2 separate regions of the Sorghum bicolor genome follow, and region 2 is linked to region 1. The links are chromatin contacts, called in public HiCAR-type maps. All regions are on one chromosome and are shown on one strand. Each heading gives the region's core, a stretch centred on a gene start, on an enhancer-like site or on the middle of the called end of the contact. The rest is flanking DNA. Distances are from core to core; before and after follow the strand shown.

The links. HiCAR-type assays count read pairs that join an accessible place to other places.
Region 2: a HiCAR-type map of leaf shows a contact between it and region 1, with 4 times the contacts expected there. The contact joins the promoter of LOC8057272 here to the promoter of LOC8084598 in region 1. A contact is called at or near these places in 1 of 4 Hi-C or Micro-C datasets (leaf mesophyll) and 1 of 1 datasets of contacts at active chromatin or transcription factors (leaf).

Annotation. Positions count from the first base shown.
Region 1 is chr2:12,163,967-12,169,148 of Sorghum_bicolor_NCBIv3, reverse strand. It overlaps LOC8084598 (phosphatidylinositol N-acetylglucosaminyltransferase subunit A), which reads left to right and starts at 1,981. Exons shown (of 10, transcript XR_002450203.1): 1 at 1,981-2,139; 2 at 3,166-3,300; 3 at 3,578-4,150; 4 at 4,431-4,585; 5 at 5,069-5,159.
Region 2 is chr2:12,354,919-12,360,100 of Sorghum_bicolor_NCBIv3, reverse strand. LOC8057272 reads right to left here and starts at 2,881. Exons shown (of 11, transcript XM_002459646.2): 1 at 1,931-2,881. The coding sequence starts at 2,724.

The DNA.
Region 1 (5,182 bases), core at 732-3,231:
TCGATCACATACTGACGAACTGCCCTTTCACTAGAGAGGTATGGTTCCTCATCCTGTCCGGTCTGGGCAAACAACTGCCACCGGCGCAGCAGACAGTCGTCGCGTGGTGGAGGCGCATCCGGGCCCTGTGGCATGGACGGGCGAGGAAGGGCGCAGACTCGCTATTCGCCCTCGTCTCTTGGCATATATGGAAGGAGCAGAACGCGCGTTGCTTTCGGGCGACTACACTCACCGTACTCGAGCTACTGTCTGTGATCAAAGCGGACGCCGAACAATGGATGAGCGCGGGCGCAAAAAAATTAGGAGTTCTTGGCTCGGGGGTAGCTTCGCTATCCACCGAGGATGGTTTCAGTCTGCCGTATTTTTCTTTCAATTCCTGCTACGGCAGGTGAACTCGTTTTGTATTGTTCGTATTTCCTTTTTCTTTTAATATAATGATACGCAAACCTCTTGCGTATTCGCGAAAAAAAAGACTACATCGTGAGTCATTTTTGTTCAATTATTGTGTAATTTGTAAAAGAAAGCTTGCTATTATTTTCAGGGAGGAGGCAATGATCAAGAAACATTGGGTTCGACAAAGTGCCTGAATACATGAGCAGAGATGAGTTATCTACTGGTTAAATTATGCTTTCATGAGTGGATCATGACAGCTGGCCTTTTGGTGCACCTTTTACCAATTTTGGCGGTAGCTAGCATGTCCTTTATCTGTGGCTGCACATTATCTGTGATACTCTTTGCTGCCCATTATCTTTACATGCATGATGAGAGACTTGCAGATAAAGAACTCCAAAACATGAAGATTTATTTATTTTATTTTGCTGCAATGTATAAGACTATAAGAGTTTGTTTTTGCTGTAATGTATTTGCAATGTATTTCATGAGATGTATTTGCAGCACTCCAAAATAATCATGTATCCAAAACTGGTATCTGCTGTTAGTGCCCCAAACAATACATGTGTTAGATCCTAGCAAACCGAACAGCACAAGGTTGAAGCAAGGAATAAATACAGGCTGGGAATACATACAAGGCAGGGAATGAGTGACATGCAGGTATTAACTCGTTCCTGGTCTGGAAAAAATCTGCTCCGGTATTGAATTCAGGGCAAACGAACAAGGCCTTATTGAAATCGGCTCATTTCTAGCTAGCAATCAGCCCCAAATTCTAGAGGAAGTTCACATAAGGAACCACCTCCTTTTCAACTTGCGAAGCTCGTGCTCCATGGATGTCACGGTGCTCTCACAAGGATGGTGGCGATGGGTCATCCGAATCGATGTTGTCGAGAGGAAATACGTCCATCCCACCTTTGTCAAAGTCAAACTATTAGCACAAAATATGTATTCCATCTGATACTATTTTCTATAAATCTTATCAAATTTAAAATTATTACATGATTTTATTAAAATTATAATTATCTAAAAATAATTTTATTAAATACGAGATATATACAGAGAGTAACCTGTAAAAAACCTGTTAAGCACGGTACCAAAAGCAAATAAAAGAGGAAATTTATAGCTTTTCACGTGAATTTGAAATGAAGATAAATTTTATATTAGAATTGTAGCTCTCGATGGGATTTACAACTTTGTAGTTGAAAAGTTTTCGAATTGAAACTATTTATAGTATCAAAATACTATTTTAAATGTACAGATTTTAAAATTTAAAATTTAAAATTATCAAATAAATCTTGGATATTGATATGGTCTATATAAAAGTTATAGTCCTCAGTATAATCTACAGCTTCGTAGTTGAAATGTTTTGTATTTGAACTCGTTTAGTATCCCTTGCCAATTTGAACCAAATAAAATAATAGATGGAAAGGAAAAATGAAAGTAAAATAACAAACCACGTCTCTCTGATACATGGGCCCACCTTCCTTTGTTTTCTCTTCGTGTACCCCCAGCCCGCTCGGTGCTTGCCATCTCTGTCTCTCATGGCGTCTCTCTGCCTCGTCAGTCGTCACTGAGCACCGGCGCCCCCCCCCCCCCCCCCCTCCACTCCACCTGCACAGCGCCGTCCCCCTCACCCCCACGCAGCCATCCGCTCCTCGTCGCCTTCCGACGCCGAGTTCGCCGGTGTCGATTTGCACCGGCGGCGGCTCGATCTGGCCGCCGCCCGTGCCGACCTGCTCGTCGAATCCGGTGAGCGCTCGGCCTTCCTCTCTCTCTCTTCTCTCTCCAAGAGCGGCCTGTGACGGCCTGTTTACCTGCGGATTCGGGGAGGAGGGTTCCCCTTTCGTTTAGGGGTGGGCGGCTGGTTTTGTGGGGTCAGAAACGAAAAAACACCTTCTCCTTATGTGGGATTGGGGTTCTATTGGAGCCCCCCAAACCCCTGGATGGTAGTTTTATCTCAATTGTTATTGGGGGTGGACGGGTGGTATTCTCACTCTGTTTGGGATGCTCTACATGTTCATTGTTTGCACTACACTACATCATAAAAGGGGTAGTATAAACAATAACGAGAATATATGAATCAGTGGGCACTTTAAAGGCATGATGCAAATTGCCACAAAATAATGTTGAATCACATACTGGAAGAAGTCAGGCAAAAACAATAAAGAGAATAAAAGTATCTTGAATTCAATTATGTTATGCCAGGCAGGGCAATAAAATGCCATGTTATCAAAAAGGCTGCTTTGAGTTATCAGCAAAGTGTCTAAGGGAAGCCAGTTAGAACCTTGCTTTTGAAGTAGTAGCTTGATCCAGAAATGAACTGAGTCTGAGATTTCCTTCTAGCAAGTAACACCAAATGTGATTCGTGTTAGCAAATGCATTTAATTTGAGGTAACCCAAACTGGTTGGTTAGGACTTTACTTTTTTTTTCACGTTTGAATGAAACTAAACACGTTGCTAGCAAACCAAAAGATAGAAATAGAGGACTGTGGTAACTGGGTGAATAAAAAATGGCCTTAGCATTATGAGCAATTGTTGTTTGGCCCTATTATGGTTGAATCCTCATCATGAGGTAATGCCTCCTTGTATCTCTTGGAACAAAGAATCAAAGATGCTTGTCTTTCATATTGTGGTTGGCATTGTAAGTTATTAGCCCATTTTACTTATGTAGGTTTAATACATGGTGCATTATGTTGCTTTGCTCAGTGTATTTTCCTTTTGTAACCCCTGCAGTCTTACATCATGCTATGCTTAGTTTTGTTTTTTGAATTTCAGTTTTCAGACGTAATGGATGGGCAAGGCACAAAGCACAGGATTTTGATGGTGTCTGACTTTTTCTTTCCAAACTTTGGTGGGGTGGAAAGCCATATCTACTACCTGTCACAATGTCTACTTAAGCTTGGCCATAAGGTCCTATTTTGCTCATAAACTATATAGCTTTCTGTTTGCTTAACGATTCTTTAGGATGTTAGATGCTCTTAACAAATATTCATCCGATAAACTAATGATTATTTTTCTCTCGAAACTGCCTCTTTCATCAGTTTCTTTACTCTTATCTGTGTCATACTAGACTTTTAGGAATTTGCATGTATACTGAGATGCTGTCAGACTGGATGACATGGACATGCATAGTAGATCATTAATTGTGAGCTGCCAAATTTTGAGCAAAGTTTATGTGTTTTCCCAGGTGGTTGTCATGACGCATGCATACGGAAACAGATCTGGAGTACGATATGTTACAAATGGTTTAAAGGTTTATTATGTACCATGGAGGCCATTCCTGATGCAGAATACACTTCCTACATTATTCTTGACGTTCCCAATTGTAAGGACAATTATTATTCGAGAGAAGATTTCTGTCGTGCATGGACATCAAGCTTTTTCAACACTGTGTCATGAAGCATTAATGCATGCTAGGACGATGGGGTACAAAGTTGTCTTCACAGATCACTCACTTTATGGTTTTGCTGATGCTGGAAGCATTCACATGAATAAGGTGCTGCAGTTTACTCTTGCAGATATTGATCAGGCAATATGTGTCTCTCATACAAGCAAAGAGAATACTGTCTTGAGGTCTGGGATATCTCCAGAGAAGGTTTTCATGGTTCCTAATGCAGTTGATACTGCAATGTTTACTCCCTCCCCCAAGCGCTTAAGCTGTGATGAAATAGTTATTGTTGTGATCAGTAGATTAGTATACCGAAAAGGTGCTGACCTTCTTGTTGAAGTCATTCCAGAAGTGTGTCGTCTATTTCCAAAGGTGAGTTTGAGCTACATCACTATATAAGTCAAATAACCCTGGTGAATTGAGTATGTACACACTAAGGGAGAGCCTTTGTTACGCAGAATATAACAAACTTGATCACCAATTGTTTTGATTGACGTGCATGTAAAACAAGTCTATGACAGTACATTTTTATTGGACAGTAGAGTTTGGCTGTTTTCTTGAAGTCATCTTGCACCATTATTTTCTTATCGTACTGTTTTGAATTTAGTGAGTTGGTTGTATTTTGTCAATTAATGACTCCATGGATTTGCAGGTTCGCTTTATTGTTGGTGGTGATGGTCCAAAACGTGTGCGCCTTGAAGAAATGAGGGAGAAGTTCTCCCTTCAGGATAGAGTTGAGATGTTAGGAGCTGTACCTCATGCTCAGGTGCGATCTGTTCTGATATCTGGACATATATTTTTGAACAGGTAAATTCTTCCTACATTTTCACCATTTTATGTTGAAAATCTTGTTTCTACTTTCCAGTGTGTTCATCCCTCTTTTGTTTTTGATGGACTCCCATCTTGAGCCATTTGAATTTGGGTTTTGGGATACTTTTTCTGTGCTTGCAATAGAATTTTAGCATTCTTTATATCAGGTTATTTAAGTGTTCTTGAATATGTGCTCCAAAAACACAAACTAGGAATATGATTTAGTACACAAGTTCATTCATGGACGTAATGGGTAGTTTTCTTCTGAATTCTGAATATATTTTAGATGGATCAGGAGTTAACTGAAGGATGATAACTTTTCGCTCATCTTGCATCACCTACCTTCGTTGTCAATTATGACAGAATGCTATAGAGAAACTAGTTGATAGGGAAGTTAATGTCTGGGACAGTGTAAAGCGTTTGACTATTTTATGTATAATACTGTAAGTAACACTGAAACCTAACCGTTGTTATTTTTAGTTCACTTACAGAGGCATTTTGCATAGCTATTCTAGAAGCAGCAAGCTGTGGACTGTTGACAGTGAGTACTAGAGTCGGTGGTGTCCCTGAGGTATGCGGTTATGATCTTAAGTT
Region 2 (5,182 bases), core at 1,632-4,131, 190 kb before region 1:
AAGATCTGAGTGAAACATCGGTAATATAAATCAAGAATAATTTTTAAGTTGTTGAGTTTAAAAATATGAAAAATCATATGAATAGATTTATATTAAAAAAATACTTTTATAAAAATACACATATATCACTTTTTGATAAAATATTTTTTATAAAAACAAAGAGTCAAAGTTAAGTTCGTCGTTGTCCTAAATTATTGTCTTTATGGGTATGGAGAGATTATAATTAATAGAGAGAAGTACATAATTGCAGTGACAGGTACGCTGAATAGGACTTGGGATTTTTCTAAGGGTATTGGAATGGGTCCAAATAAATTAAAGAGGTTGTTAGGGACGGCTGTTTATTCAAATTATTTTTAGTATATTTAGGCCTTGTTTAGATTCAATTTTTTTTGAATTTTAATATTGTAACACTTTCGTTTTTATTTGACAAATATTGTCCAATCATGGAGTGACTAGGCTTAAAAGATTCGTCTCGCGATTTACAGGCAAACTGTGTAATTAGTTTTTATTTTCATTTATATTTAATGTTCCATACATGTGTTGTAAGATTCGATATGACAGAGAATTTTGAAAAGTTTTTAGTTTTTAGGTTGAACTAAACCATGCCTTATTATCATGAAAAAGGAAGAACTTGGCGGCGCTAGATCGGAAGAGGCTGTGCTACGCCTGGTGACGAGGAATAAATAGTTCACGAGGAAAGAAAAGAATGGAAATAGTATGTGAACTGTGTGATCACTAACCAGTGGCACGGTGCATAATTACTTATTAACTTTATGAATAGGTTTAAAACATGATTTTCTAAAGTTTAGGATCTATTTGGTAGAGATCCATGAGCAGCTTATTCTAATTTAAATATAGAAAGAGCTCTCCCAAACAAATTTTTGCATGCAAGTATATCTTGATACTTAAAAATAAGTAGATTCTCTCTATTTTCACTTTATGCACAGACTTTATACATAGAGTTTATAATAGAGAATCATGAAGTACTTCCTTTGCCTTAAAATATTTATATTTTTAGGTTTGGACATGCATCCCAAGATAGGTGTAAAATAACGGCTCTATCCTTATAAAGAGCATGACATCTTCTGCCAACGACTCCTTGCGTGACGCTGAAAATAGTTGTAAAAGCATCTCTAACAGATTGTCATACAACTTTTCCATCCTTAATATTTTGGCAAAATAAGAAAAAGCCCTCTCCAATAGTTTGACATTTTTCCTTCCCATCTTTTCTAATCTCGCAAAAATTTATCCCAAGCACGTGGTCTAGTGGAGTTTTCCGGCTTGTCTAGTAAGCAGAAAGAAATATAGAGTTTGGGGTGAGAAAAACGCAAAAAAAAGATCTAGTAGAAGGGTTTAAACACGTACAGAAATAAATTAAGGGTTCCTAATACAAAACATAAGAGTAAACAAAAGTGCTGAGAAAAAAATTATTAGAACAGAAATATACTCTATGACTTTTTTTCCTCCTCATGTTCGTTTTGGAGTTAGCATATATCATATTTTGGAGAATAAAATGTGAAAATCTCTTGGAGATGCTATAAGCGGACCAGGGGTTCTGGAGACTCCCCGGCTCCATCGTTGTTTTCCTTTTCGACTTTAATTAAAGGTCCTATCTTCTGATAAACTGCAGCTCACAGCCAGTACTATTACCCGACATGATAGTCCATTGTGCCCTTTAAATTTAGGATAAAAAAAATGAATGCTAGGTAGGAGTATGCTTTTACTATGGGACTGAGGGAGTAACATTTTCTATCACATAATTACTTTTCTCAAAGAATCTAAAGTAAAAGCAACTCTACTAGATCCAGCTTTATAAATTTTGTGGCGCGCAGTTGGTGGAAGTGCTAATATTTTTGGAGGGAGCAATCCAAACAGGATGTATGTGTATGAAAGTAATTAATTAAAATATCAGGAGGGTAGAGTCACTTACATTTCTATTTCCAGGACATTATTTTCGGACAACCCAGCTGCCGTCGAGACTACGGTGGCCGGACATGGTGGCATGCCGGGGGCGGGGAGCAGGCGGGTGCGTGGGTTCAGCGTGAACAGGCATTGCAGCTCCTCTACGCCAGCGGGCAGGAAGAAGGGGCTCTGCAGGCTCAGCTCCTTGTCCTTGTCCTTGAGCCACGGGAGGCAGCTCGGGTCAAACGGCGTCGCCGAGAACTGCCCGGAGCACGCCGCCGGCGGCAGAGCCGCAGGCGACAGGATCCCCGGCGGCCGTCGCGGCAAGCTAAGAACGGCTGCCAAGCTGCTGTCCGCGTCCGCTGCAACCAAGGAGTCCGCTCCAACGGCCCTCACGGTGGCCGCTAACCGCGCGGACGCGGAGACGACGACAGCGGCGATCCGGGACGGCCGGACCGGTGGTGACCACACGACGGACCGTCCGGCGTATTGCATCTCCGTGCAGTCGGGCGGCGCGGTGGCGACAGGGCCTGTGTGGCGCTGAACGAGCGCCTTGAAGTCGGTAGGCTCGCAGTGGATTTCCTTGACCCGAGACCACCGCAGGTGCAGGTGGGATCTCTTGTACGGCTGTGGAGTGACGGCGGTCGGCTTCTTGATCTTGTGGGACTCCATCCTGACGTCGAGCCGCGGCGGGCGAGGGCCACGCAGCTGCCGCCTGTGCGGCGGCGGCGACGGGTCCGACGCCATCGTCGCGTCTATCGGTGGCAGCAGCTGCCGGCTGCGCGGCGACGAGGGGTCCGACTCCGACGCCGTCGCGTCCATCGGTCGGTAGTAGGCTAGTAGCAGCCGCAGCTAGCGCGCTGCCATGGCCGCCTCCAGCTGCAGCTCTGCGGAGGGGATTTGCGTTCTCCTTTTCATTTTCGCTGTTGGAGATGGGGAAATTTTGGGTGAGGATGGTTTCACTATGCGGGACCTAAAGTTGTTGAATTTACGTCCTTACAACCTTAGGCTTTGTTTACTTCTCAAAAAATTTTGCAAAATTTTTCAGATTCCCCGTCACATCAAATCTTTAGACGCATGCATGAAGTATTAAATATAGACGAAAATAAAAACTAATTGCACAGTTTGATCGAAATTGACGAGACGAATCTTTTGAGTCTAGTTAGTATATAATTAGATAATATTTGTCAAATACAAACAAAAATGATACTATTCCTATTTTGCAAAAAAATTTGGAACTAAACCAGGCCTTAGGAGGGTAAGGCAATATGATGTGTCGTGTTGACGAGGGAACTAGAGGTCCTGGTCCACCCCAACGCTGTCTCGCTCCATCATTGGGCTGCGGTTCATCAGTGCCTCGTGTTCACCTTTGAAATGAGTGATGGTTTCCGCCGATCCCAGTTCTACTTTGCTGTTAAGTTTTTTTTTTGTCGTCTTGGCTTTATCAAGTGTGGTACTCGACAAGTGGTTTGCCGAGTGTTTTTTACCATAGACACTAGGCAAAGCACGTGATTTCAATAGTGATTTTTAACCGCAGCGGATAAAAACGTCACAGTTAATCAATTAACCATGGCGGTTGGTTTAAGACCGCCACAGTTAACTGGAGATTAATCGTGGTGGTTATGCTTGACCGTTTCGATTAATCTACTAACCAAGATGGTTACTGGACCAACAGCCCGACCTAGATTAACCGAAACGGAATACCAGCCCGCCCTCCGAGGGCTAAAATAAAAGATTGCCTAAAAGATTTTTTTTAACATTGGTGCCTACGATGTTGCCATTTTAAAGATCAAGTGTACATGGACCCATTATTGAAGTCAACTTAGACAATGACTTTCTTTGGTTAGATTTTTATAAGCGCTTCTCCACTAGTCATTTATATCATCACACTATAAAAGAGCGAGTTTTTTTTAAGAAATCTCTCTGCGTAATAACCGTTCAATCTGAACTTCATGCTATGTGAGCCCTTCATCATACGTGATCTTACATCTTATATGTATAAGATGTAAACGTTTATAACTCAATCTCTTGTCACACACCTATAATCCTAAACAGACTCTACGATCTCTCTATCCCCGTGTTAGGACTCCACAACCCCTCTATCTCTATGTATTCAATTTTAAATACATCAATGCATATATAATGCTTGCTACTGTTTGACAGATTTTTGTTACATTTATTAAATCTGCTTTGTGCACGCGTACATATTCACGTGTATCACCGGACATGCAAACGAAAAAAATAAGAAGAAAATATACGGATGCTCATCACGTGCATGTATGGGAAAGAAACGTGGCCATATCGATAGCGGCCCTTGTATGCAGATGCAGTGCGATATGGCGGCCCTTGTACGCAGTGCATGTATACGCATGTATAGATAGGTTGCGTGGCAAGGCACGACTCGGCGAGCGGTCTGGTAGGCTTGGTCTTTGGTGTACAACATGGCTGGCAAACACGTGCGTCGGTCATCAGGTAGCACATGTCTATCAGCCGTAAGTTCTATCAGCCGTAAGTTGTTGAACCGGATACATATACACGTATTTTAGGTTATTTCGTATTATGCAATGGGACTCCATTTTGCTAGATCCACATGTCATAGACTGCATGGGAGGAGGGCCATTTGAGTCCGATCTTAGATGCAGCGATCACCACATACGGTGATCAATGTGATGATGCAAGTACGACTTTCTATCCTTGATCTGCGCCATCTTTTTTCCTTAGACTACTAAGTCGTGAAGACACGATCAATACTCTATAAGCTTTAAGTCTAGCCTCGTGTATTAGTAATTAATAAAAGGAAAATAATAAAAATCTGAACACACATTATTTTGTTTGTTATATAACAAAAAAGAAAGAAAAACTAACATGTGAGGAAGATACCGACTACCAAGCCTCTTCTAATGGTGCTCTAGATCCAAGAATAATAAATTGATCTTCCCTAGATTCATTTTTTCGAATAATTAGAAACTACAAATTGAATTCTTTCTTCATTACTAGGCCAGACACATTAGGCAGCCCAATAGAGCATAAGTCCTTCTACGCCTTGTATTACTTTTAGTACCACATTGTGAATGAATAGTACCTGCAACATGGAGGTGGAAATAAGACAAAGCCACACATAAAAACACAATTCATACGTGAGAAGGACGGACTAACCTCCCTAGAGCCTCCAGTATCAAAACTAAGACTACAACGACTTCTCCATTTGACCTATACAAAGATGAGGGTTCTCCACCCATACGACGACGGATCGATAAAAATATATAGAAATATGATAAGA